Linked DNA regions of Sus scrofa: regions 1 and 2 are each linked to region 3. The links are chromatin contacts, called in public Hi-C maps. All regions are on one chromosome and are shown on one strand. The core of a region is the stretch at or near the end of the contact, and the rest is flanking DNA. Distances in the headings are between cores, read along the strand shown. Region 1 holds the start of DIMT1 (DIM1 dimethyladenosine transferase 1 homolog). Region 2 has its middle 75 kb from the start of KIF2A. Region 3 holds the start of KIF2A (kinesin family member 2A).

What was found. Hi-C and Micro-C count contacts between places; a contact is called where the count stands out from the background.
Region 1: a contact with region 3 is called in a Hi-C map of skeletal muscle, with 4 times the contacts expected there. The contact joins the promoter of DIMT1 here to the promoter of KIF2A in region 3. A contact is called at or near these places in 1 of 5 promoter capture datasets (fetal liver), 7 of 47 Hi-C or Micro-C datasets (heart right ventricle, liver and skeletal muscle) and 2 of 2 datasets of contacts at active chromatin or transcription factors (alveolar macrophages and skeletal muscle).
Region 2: a contact with region 3 is called in a Hi-C map of embryonic fibroblasts, with 4 times the contacts expected there. The contact joins the enhancer-like site here to the promoter of KIF2A in region 3. A contact is called at or near these places in 3 of 47 Hi-C or Micro-C datasets (embryonic fibroblasts, epiblast stem cells and fibroblasts) and 1 of 2 datasets of contacts at active chromatin or transcription factors (skeletal muscle).

What each region holds. Positions count from the first base shown.
Region 1 is chr16:41,109,570-41,112,813 of Sscrofa11.1, reverse strand. DIMT1 (DIM1 dimethyladenosine transferase 1 homolog) reads left to right here and starts at 1,611. Exons shown (of 12, transcript NM_001244313.1): 1 at 1,611-1,811; 2 at 2,147-2,220. The coding sequence starts at 1,733.
Region 2 is chr16:40,940,346-40,943,433 of Sscrofa11.1, reverse strand. No RefSeq gene overlaps it. Among named protein-coding and RNA genes, the nearest start is that of KIF2A, 75 kb to the left of the region's middle. Within about 2 kb of position 1,598, at least 11 of the 83 cell types and tissues checked have an H3K27ac peak or open chromatin away from gene starts, as enhancers often do. A contact at or near this core is called in embryonic fibroblasts and epiblast stem cells, where this site is marked.
Region 3 is chr16:41,014,961-41,018,414 of Sscrofa11.1, reverse strand. It overlaps KIF2A (kinesin family member 2A), which reads right to left and starts at 1,432. Exons shown (of 20, transcript NM_001244211.1): 1 at 1,325-1,432. The coding sequence starts at 1,388.

The sequences.
Region 1 (3,244 bases), core at 362-2,861, 94 kb before region 3:
TCTTGCAGCATATGGAAGTTCCCAGGTCTAATCGGAGCTGTAGCCACCAGCCTAGCCAGAGCCACAGCAACGTGGGATCCGAGCTGCATCTGCGACCTACACCACAGTTCACAGCAACGCAGGATCCTTAACCCACTGAACAAGGCCAGGGATCGAACCCACAACCTCATGGTTCCTAGTCAGATTTGTTAACCACTGCACCACGGCGGGAACTCCACATAGTCATTTATTTAATGCAGTTCCTACCCCAGCATCACACAATTCCCTAGGACTAATGGATTCATGAGGCATCCAATACTGTCTCACTTCAGAGAGAAAAAAGAATTGGATGAAATTTGGCCAGAATAAATGATACAATCATTAGAACAGCTTCCCTGTACTGATGAGGATAGCCCTCCTAATCCTTTTTCATTTATGGAGGAATTTCCCGACCAACTATATTAGTGTAGAAAATAGTGATTCCCTACCTACATTGTGCATCAGAATCTCCTAGAGGGTCTGTCAAAAATGCATTTGCCAGGGCCAAATCCTATTATGATCCAGTGTGTTTAAGGTAGGCCCTTGGAAAATGAATTTTCATTACGTGTTGCATTAGTTTGCTAGGGTTGCCATAATAAAATATGCCAGACTGGGTGGCTTAAATGACAGAAATTTATTTATTTATTTTTAATTTAATTTAATTTAATTATATATATATATATTTTTTTTTTTGCTTTTTCAGGCCCACACCTGAGTCATTTGCAAGTTTCCAGGCTAGGGGTCTAATCAGAGTTACAGCAACTTGGGGATCTGAGCTGCCTCTGCAACCTACACGCAGCTCAGGGCAGTGCTGGATCCTTAACCCACTGAGCGAGAACAGGGATCAAACTCGCATTGTCGTGGACCCTGGTTGGGTTCATTAACCACTGAGCCACGAAGGGAACTCTGACAGAAATTTATTTTCTTACAGTTCTGGAGGCTAGAAGCCAAGATCAAGGTGTCAGCAGAGTTGGTTTCTCCTGGGGTCTCTCTTAGCTTGCAGATGGCTTCCTTCTGGCTGTGTCATGACACAGTCTTTCCTCTGAGCACAACCCCCCTTTTGTGTGTCTAAAGTAAACCAGTCAGAATGGATTAGGTCACAGTCTGAGGTCCTCATTTTAACTTAAAACACCTCTTTTAAGTTCCTTTCCACAAATCAAGTAGTGGAGGACTCCAACCCCCAGAGAAGCAAGCTCTTCATCCCAAATTCCTGGGATTCTCACCCCACAATCTGCTGGGAAACAGGAGATAGGCAGGTGACATAATAAAAAAAACATTTGGCTTCAGCAATTCTAGAACCTGGCCTGAAAAAGCCAGGCCTAAATTTAAACCGCCTCCAACATCTCTGGGTACACACCAAAACGTACTTAACTAGCTCCAAGCTGTAAGAACAACAAGCCCCGCCCCCATTCTAAACTAGCCAATCCAAACTGATCTGTTGCGTGGCGCCTTCTGGGATTTGTAGGCTCCGGAGGTAGGCTTTCCCTTCAGTTTATGACTACAATTCCCAGCAGCCATCTGGCTCCAAGGTCGGGTTCAGTCTCTGAGGGCGGACCCCAGAGCAAACCAGGGGGCGGGTTCTCGCCCCTCCCAGACGTGATCCGAACCGGTGCTGGGGGTGCAGGCCGGCGATTCCCACGTGGTGCACTTTCTCGGGATTAACGGGTTAGGTTCTCCCTAACTTAACCTGCCTGTGGGCCCGCTGCGGGAAAAGATGCCGAAGATCAAGTCGGGGGCGAGCGTCCGTCGCCGCGAGCGGCAACAACAACGCCGGGAACTGAAGAGCGCCGGAGGTGGGGACAGCCGAGGAGCAGGGTCGAGTCAGGTCTTCCGGCAGGACCAAGCCCGGGGCGAGGACGGAGATGTGGGTCGGGACAGTGAGACTGGGCGGGATTCCCGATCCGGGAGCGCAAGTCCTAGGTTTCCCCGAGCGCCGGCCACAGGCCCGGCGCGCCGCCCTCTCGCTTCCTTTTCAGCAGAAGGGGAGGACTTAGTTTATCAATCCTAGCTTGATGTTTGGTTCTTCTCGGCACAGAAATCTTCCCTCAACTCTCCTACTTTCTTTTAAGGGACAGTCTAATATTTGATTTTAGTTAGGAAATTAAGGCTGTTTCATGTTTTCTTACAGGACTCATGTTCAACACGGGCATTGGGCAGCACATTTTGAAAAATCCTCTCATTGTTAACAGCATTATCGATAAGGTGGGTGTGGAATAGGAAAGGGAGAGTTATTGGGTAATTCATTTTATTTTTAGGAATATCTAAGCACGGAAAGGATGTCAGGCACCAATTAGATGCTGTATAAATACCTGTTGGATGAATTGAAGAATTGTGTAGGATTCACAAGCTGTCTTCAGTATGATTTGCTTCATTCTGTGGATCTCGGTTTCTCCGGACTCCAAATTCTTTTGTCTTTCTGTAGAGTATTTACTTCTTAGCTTGACATTTCTACTTGTTGCATTCCAGATTATTATTCTTCTATTCCAAATCACTTTTTCTAGGCACCATCTATCACTGCTAATTTTTATTTACTCCATAGCCTAAAAATGTGTCTGAACCTTTAAAAGTTTGTTTCCCAGAGAAACTTAAGTGGTATAAGGCAATGCCACATTGGAGTATATTTCCTGTCTGGGTTATCGATTTTACCTTACTGTTTTAGATGACTGAGCGCTAAGACATGAAACTTAGGTCGTGCAAATTACTTTCATGTTGCAAAGGAAGCATCTTGAAGCTGTTGAAAGAACATGAATTTACACTAGGATCTCATCTTGACGTGGTGTCATTTGCAGAATGAGAGCTGGCTTTATTTTTAGCATTTTTTTTTTTTTTTTGGCTGCACCCACAGCATATGGAGGTTCCACAGCTAGAGACTGAATCCGAGCCACAGCTGTGACGTATCAGCTGTGGCAACGCCTGATCTTTAAGCCACTGTGCCACAGCGGGAACTCCCTATTTTTAACATTTTTGGCTTACAGATTCCTTTGAGCATCTCCTAGAAGCCATGGAATCGAATACTGTAGCTGTGTGCATACAGATACCCAGATTTATGTACAATTTCTAGATACTCCTGTATCCCTGAAACCGTACAAGGATGTAAAATTGAGAGATCCTAGTACAACATGCTGTGGTTCTCAGGCAAGGTCATCATTTTGACCTTTCCAGTTTGAACCTGGTGGTAACAGAGTTGGTAACTTGATGCTTTTGGAATCATTTCAAAGCTAGAAAG
Region 2 (3,088 bases), core at 349-2,848, 75 kb after region 3:
GGCAATGCAGGATCCTTAACCCACTGACCCCAGACAGGAATCAAACCCCCATCCTCATGGATACTACCTGGATTCACTTCCGCCGTGCCACAATGGGAACTTCTTGAGGTTTTCCTTTTTGTCCCGTAGCCCGACAGTGCTGAGGTGGGGTGTCTGAGGGCCACTCGGGAATGAAGGGAGCTGGAAATGAGGAAGAGCCAAGCTTGGGGAGGGACGGGTAGTCTGGCTTTCTAGCAGCCCAGTACATATGGAAGGTGGGGTTTTGCTTCATTCTTTCCGTTTTCTGACCTTGTTTCCAAGGACACAGTATAAAAAGTGGAGACTTTCTAGAGCTTATTTAAAATCGTGATGGAAATTAAGGAATGATATTAAAGTGCTAGTTTCATGATAAAATCACAGCTTGGCATTCCCTCTCCAAAAAATGAAACAATTCTTTCAAAGCAAACCACCCACCCCAAATTCAGACACACCCCATCCTTTCATTTCCCCTGAGACTTCTGGTTGTATCGTACAATGTCCTGCCTGCAGAGGCCATAAACATCCAGGCACAAGGTAGGCAAGGGACTCATTCAGTTTACTTGATGGAACCTTGCTGAGATTGTCTTTTTCCACAGACATATAATCAAGCTATAGATGAATTTAACTTTCTCTCTCTTCTTCTGCTTTCCTATCTGCTTATTTATTTTCCTTAAATCTCCTAGCCCAGTTCTGGGGAGAAATTTGACCCTTAAGATGACTGCAGTAAAGAGTACTTACTATGTGTCACGCACAGTGTTAAGTGTATTATATGTATTACTGCATTGAATCCCCACGAATCCCCATGTAAGTTAGGGATTTTTAATTTCCCTTTATAGTAAGAAAACAAAATACTCAGCAAAGTTCATTAACTTGCCTAAGATCACACAGCTAGTAAGTAGTGAGCCTAAGATTCTAACCCACATCTATCTTGCTTAAAGCCCATGCTGATAACCCCAGTGCCCTATGGTCCTCCCATTTGGCCACGGTCCTCATCTCAGTACCTCCGTGTTCTCATGGGGCACCTCTGCCTCCTGAGAGATCACTCACTCCTGTGGCAGCTCATGCTTGGGACCTTGCCTAATAGTGTTCACTGCACTCACACTTAACACTCATCCATTCAACCAATTTTATCACATGCCTCTTTGTAAGAAAGGACACTTGGAAACCAGGGCTCTCCAAAGGGAAACCTAAGGCTCCTTAGAAAAAAATGTTCTAATCTGGATTGCTGTGGAAGTAACTCAAAAAGCCCTTGTCCTCTCCACTTCTATTCTTGGATGGGTTCTGGTCTCTAGTTGGTTCAGAAATTCTTCCATCTCTTTTAGACCCTTCAAGGGAGGGGCTCATTCCAGTGCAGCCCCGCCTCATTCTGCCCATAGCAGGCTTCCCTCCTGGCTCCGTTCCCCACAGGCTTGCACCCAGAGTGGACAGCTGTGGGGCCCACTCTGCATAGGGGCATGCATGAATGTCTCCAAACAGGACATGTTCTCATCCTCTGAAAAACCTATGGCTGCTTCCTTGCTTTAGTCACATTCTTTAGCTAAACCTTTAGGGGATGACTAAGACATTCTGTGCCCTAAAATTGGGAGTGGTTTTGAAAAGTGACCTCAACTCTTAGATTCCAAAGATCTGAGCTTCCACCCCCATGTACAGTTTCCTGTTGCAAAGAAGTCTTTTCCTTTGTCTGCTTTTTCCTCCTGCTACGTGCAAATACGATGTATCCTATGTGTATTCAAAGTGGCTCAAATTTCAAGTACCATTCCTTAGGGATGTTGATCCCTAAATACTTAGATACTTCTGTCTACATATTCAGATATTCGGATAGTGAGTGGGAGGGAGGCAAGAGATGTCAAATCCATAGTTTGTTTTTCTCCATTCCTTTCTATCCGACTGTTTTATTCTCCCTTCAGACACCTGTTTTTCCCTGTTTTCCAGCTGACAATAGTTTAGCATTACCTAAGAATCTAGAGCTAACCTCTAAGTAAATGCCTTGGCTGAGAGTACTTTCCATACCTAATCAACAATAGTAGGACTTCCCCCAATGGTGAGGAAGGTGGCCATAGAACATTGTCACCACGTGGAGGGCATACCACACTCACACACAGAAAAGTGAGAAAACTACCGACATGAGGTCCTTTCTCTACAATGGCTCTTTCATAATCACGTCAGGGAGCCTAGGACTGCCATCACTAGTCACTTCATTTTTTTAAAAATGTTCATCTATAATGTAATGGAGAAATTAATTAACAGGTAATAGATAATGGGGAGGTTCTATAATACTAGTGGTATTATCTTCCTACAGCTAGGCTTTTGCCTACTAACACTGAGACCTAAGCATTTTGTTTTTTTTTTTTTTTTTTGCTATTTCTTGGGCCGCTCCCACGGCATGTGAAGATTCCCAGGCTAGGGGTCCAATCGGAGCTGTAGCCACCAGCCTACACCTGAGCCACAGCAACGCGGGATCCGAGCCGCGTCTGCGACCTACACTACAGCTCACGGCAACGCCGGATCGTTAACCCACTGAGCAAGGGCAGGGACCGAACCCGCAACCTTATGGTTCCTAGTCGGATTCGTTAACCACCGTGCCACGACGGGAACTCCAGCATTTTGTTTTCTAAAAAATTATTTTTTATTAGGGTATAGTTGATTCACAGTGTTGTGTCAATTTCTGCTGTACAGCATAGTGACCCATTCATACACATACATACATTCTTTTTCTTGTATTATTTTCCATTATGGTCAATATAGGACCTCACTACTCATCCATTCTAAATGTAGTAGTCTGTATCTACCAACCCCAAATCCCAGTTCATCCTACTCCAAAGGAGAGGCGGAGACCCTCTCCCCTGGCAACCCCAAGTCTGTTTTCTCCGCTCGAGTCACTTTTTTTTTTAAGCCAGCTTCCCCCATGCTGGTGTTCAAGGAAATGTTAATAAGTGCTAAATGCTGGAATGCATTTGGGAAATGGGGTTAAACTAAGCTAAGTAGTCTTCTTAGCTGCAGGCTGCCCAGAGCTTTCACCATGTGAATATGCATTATCACTGTTCACAAAGGGGTTTGTCATGTGTGGCAT
Region 3 (3,454 bases), core at 183-2,682:
AATAATATAAAGAAACCCATCCCAAGTAAGAGACACCTCTTTTCCACTAGTGTTATTGGTAGCTTTTAAAGCTCTAAGTGATATAATTAGTCCTTTCCCACACAAGATAATGCTTCCAATTGTTAAAACAAACTACATCAAATATAACGAAGAGAGAAAGGAAAAAAACAAACAAACCACTAGCTATACAGGTTTTCCAATATATCACATGGAAAACATTAAAGTCAACCTAGCCTCACATGATTTGGTCAAACCTAACGGAAACCAACAAGGTGTGGATGTGATAGCGACATTACTACTGAGTAGGCTAAATGACCATCCCCCTCCATGCGTTTTCTCCTTTACAATATAAATTATTTCCAAGCCTGGCTGGCGCTGTATCACTCCACACCCCAAGCTAGTGACATTTTCCCCAAGAGAAATCCATAGAAAGATATAAAAGCCTAAGACTTAAAAAAATATTTTTTAATTAAGCTTGTGTCTTCACCTCGTCTTACACTTTTTCTCTCGGTTACCTCTCCAGAGGGTGTGAAAAGATCAACATCCGGTCGCCCACTCGCACCCTCTCAGTAGTGCCTCGCATTGACTAGGCTCATCCCCCTCCTTCCCTTTCAGTCTCATCACCTTTGAGAAGCTTATCGAATACTTCTTCCCATTGCTCCCCCACCCACATTCAAGGCTGAGCATCCCTCTTCCAAGGAAGGGTCTAGCGAAAAAGACAGGCATGCTCGAGAAATGAAAGCCGAAGAAACCTGACAACCAGACAGCTTAACCAACGGGGTTGGCCTTTCTTCCCCACCTCGGCCTTGGACCACAAGTCGGTTCCCTAAAAACCGAAGTCTCTGGTCTTCACGCTCTCCCCACCCCCCACCCCTCACCCCTCAGAAATGAGACCGGAAAATGAAGAGGCCGAGAGATCTGAGAGGCTGGGTCAACCCTAACGGAGCTCGCTGCCCCCGCCCACCGGGCTGGAGTCCCCGGGAGGATGGAGATCGCGGGAGAGCAAGGCCCCCGGCCCGGATCCTCCGGCGCGCCCGCTTTAAGTCCCCAGAGACGCGGCCCGCTACACCCTGGCCCTTCCCTGCCGGCCTCCCCCCCGACCCAGCCCTCCACAGGGCCCCTCCTCTCCCCTGCACCGCAGCGGCACCCGGGGCGGACCCCAAACTGGCCTCACTCGCACACACGCCACACACAAAAGCGCCGCGGCCGCCGCCTTCCCGCCCCCACAGCCCGGCGGAGCAATCAATGAGGCGGCCGGCGCCGGCTTCCCCTCCTTGCACACCCGAGTACCGGCCCGGCCAGCAGGGGCGGCGGCGAGGCTCACCATCGCTCCGCTTGATCTCCACGTAAATCCCGATCTGGATCTTGCCGAAGTTGGCCGTTGCCATCACCTCATCTGGAGCAGCGGCGGCGGGCCGAGGGAGGGGGACAGGAGGGCGGAAAAGGCGGGGAGGGGGCGGGGTAGGTGTGGGAGGGGGAGCGGTTGTCCGCGGCCGCGCCGGCCCGGGCGACAGCGTGAACGCGAGCCGGGGCCGCGAGGAGAAGCGGCGGGCTGGCAAGCGGAGGCCCTGGGCCTGCAGGCCGGCAAGAGGACGCGCACGCCGGGGTGTCGGGGTGAAGCGAGGGCCGGGGCCGTGAGGCAGCGCGGGGGAGAGTGGGAGGGCCCGCGCTGCCTGCCCGGGAGCCGACGCTAGGGAGGCGGGGCACTGCGCGCCTGCGCAGAGCGCGCCTCCCGCGTCTCTTCCTCCTCCGCCAGCCTTTCCCTGCTGCCTCGAGGCGGCCCCGCCCAGCTCCGCGGCGGGGCTGTAGGCCGGGCAGGCAAGGGGAGCGGAGCGCGCGCGGCAAGGCCTCCAAGCGAGGTTTGATTTCAGCGCGCCGCCCGGAAGAGACGGGCGGGAACCCGCCCAGGGGTGCTATCCCGACTCTCTGGCGTCCAAAAATTTCGCTGTTATTGGGATGGATTAAGGACCCTGTGATTCGTGGGCTTTCCGGCTGGAGCGCGTGGCTGAAGGATTTGAATTTAAGGGTCGGCCATTGACGTCTTGGGCTCAGTGATTCATCTGACAGTGTCACCTCTATTGCTATTTAGAGGTGATCTATCCAAATAACCTTCCCAAGGTTTCCAGTTGTGGAGGAAAAGAAATGCCTTTGAGGTGTCACCCACCCTAAATCGAAATGAAGATTCGCTTTACAAGACCTTGACTTATAGCTAATCGCCACTCAAAAAGAAACGCTGTGGTGGGGAGACCTTGACTATTCCGTTTATGATGCATCTGATGCTGGTGTCTTGTCTTTGCCCTGCCCCATAAAACCAATGACTGATTCAAGAACAGAGGGCAGACACATAAGGTTGACTGAGGAATGTGCCTTTTCTGCAGCTACTTGATTAGTCTGACTACACCAACATGTGGAGACGAGGATTCTTCATCCTGGCAAGCAGGAAGGCCATGTGGACCCAGACCACAGAAACTGTTTACAACACTGTGTAAAAACTTCCAAAAGTGTGACTTTTGCTTCAAGTATTGGGACTTGATATGGAGGAAACACACTTACCGTGCCCTACTTTCGCTAGTCATTGTTAATCTTTACATAAAAACTAAAAACATACAGTTTTATTTAAAAATTGGAAACTGGTTATTTGTGTGTGTTAATTGTGGATATGGATATATGCATGTGCCTAGAAGTTTCCAAAATAACATAGGTAATCAAGTCAAGTAGATCCTAAAAAAAATGGTTACAAGTTACATACTCTGGGGTTCCTGTCGTGGCGTGGCGCAGGGGAAACGAATCCGACTAGGAATCATGAGGTTTTGGGTTCCATCCCTGGCCTCACTCAGTGGGTTAAGGATCTGGCCTCGCCGTGAGCTGTGGTAAAGATTGCAGACGCCGCTCGGATCTGGCGTGGCTGTGGTGTGGCCGGTGCCTACAGCTCCGATTAGACCCCTAGCCTGGGAACCTCCATATGCCACTGGTGCGGCCCTAAAAGGACAGAAGACAAAAAAAAAAAAAAAAAAAAAAGAACTCATTCTTTTATGTCTCTGACAAGTATAAAGCATCTATTTGCTTTCAAATTCTTTAAAGAATGCAAATATATCATGCTATGTATACCTATTAAATTTAAAATTGCTTCATAAAATATAATGTTTTATCATGGTTGCTGACACATACCTTGCACCCTGTAGGTTATATAATTAAGTCTTAAACCTTTAATCCATATTCAAAGGTATTTAAAAAATATGCACATCATCCTGCTTCAAGAAAAAAAAAAAGTAAGACATGCTGCTTGTCAAATACAAGAACCTTTCCTTTATAGGTCATACCCAAAAGGTGTATGTTTTTTGGTATATCCTACCAGCATTTATATTTTCCAAAACTTGCATCTTGGGCTTTGTGTGCCAAAGGCCTCCTAAAAAGCAGCCATAAGTACATGCAATGGGGCTCTGTGTCCATCTAC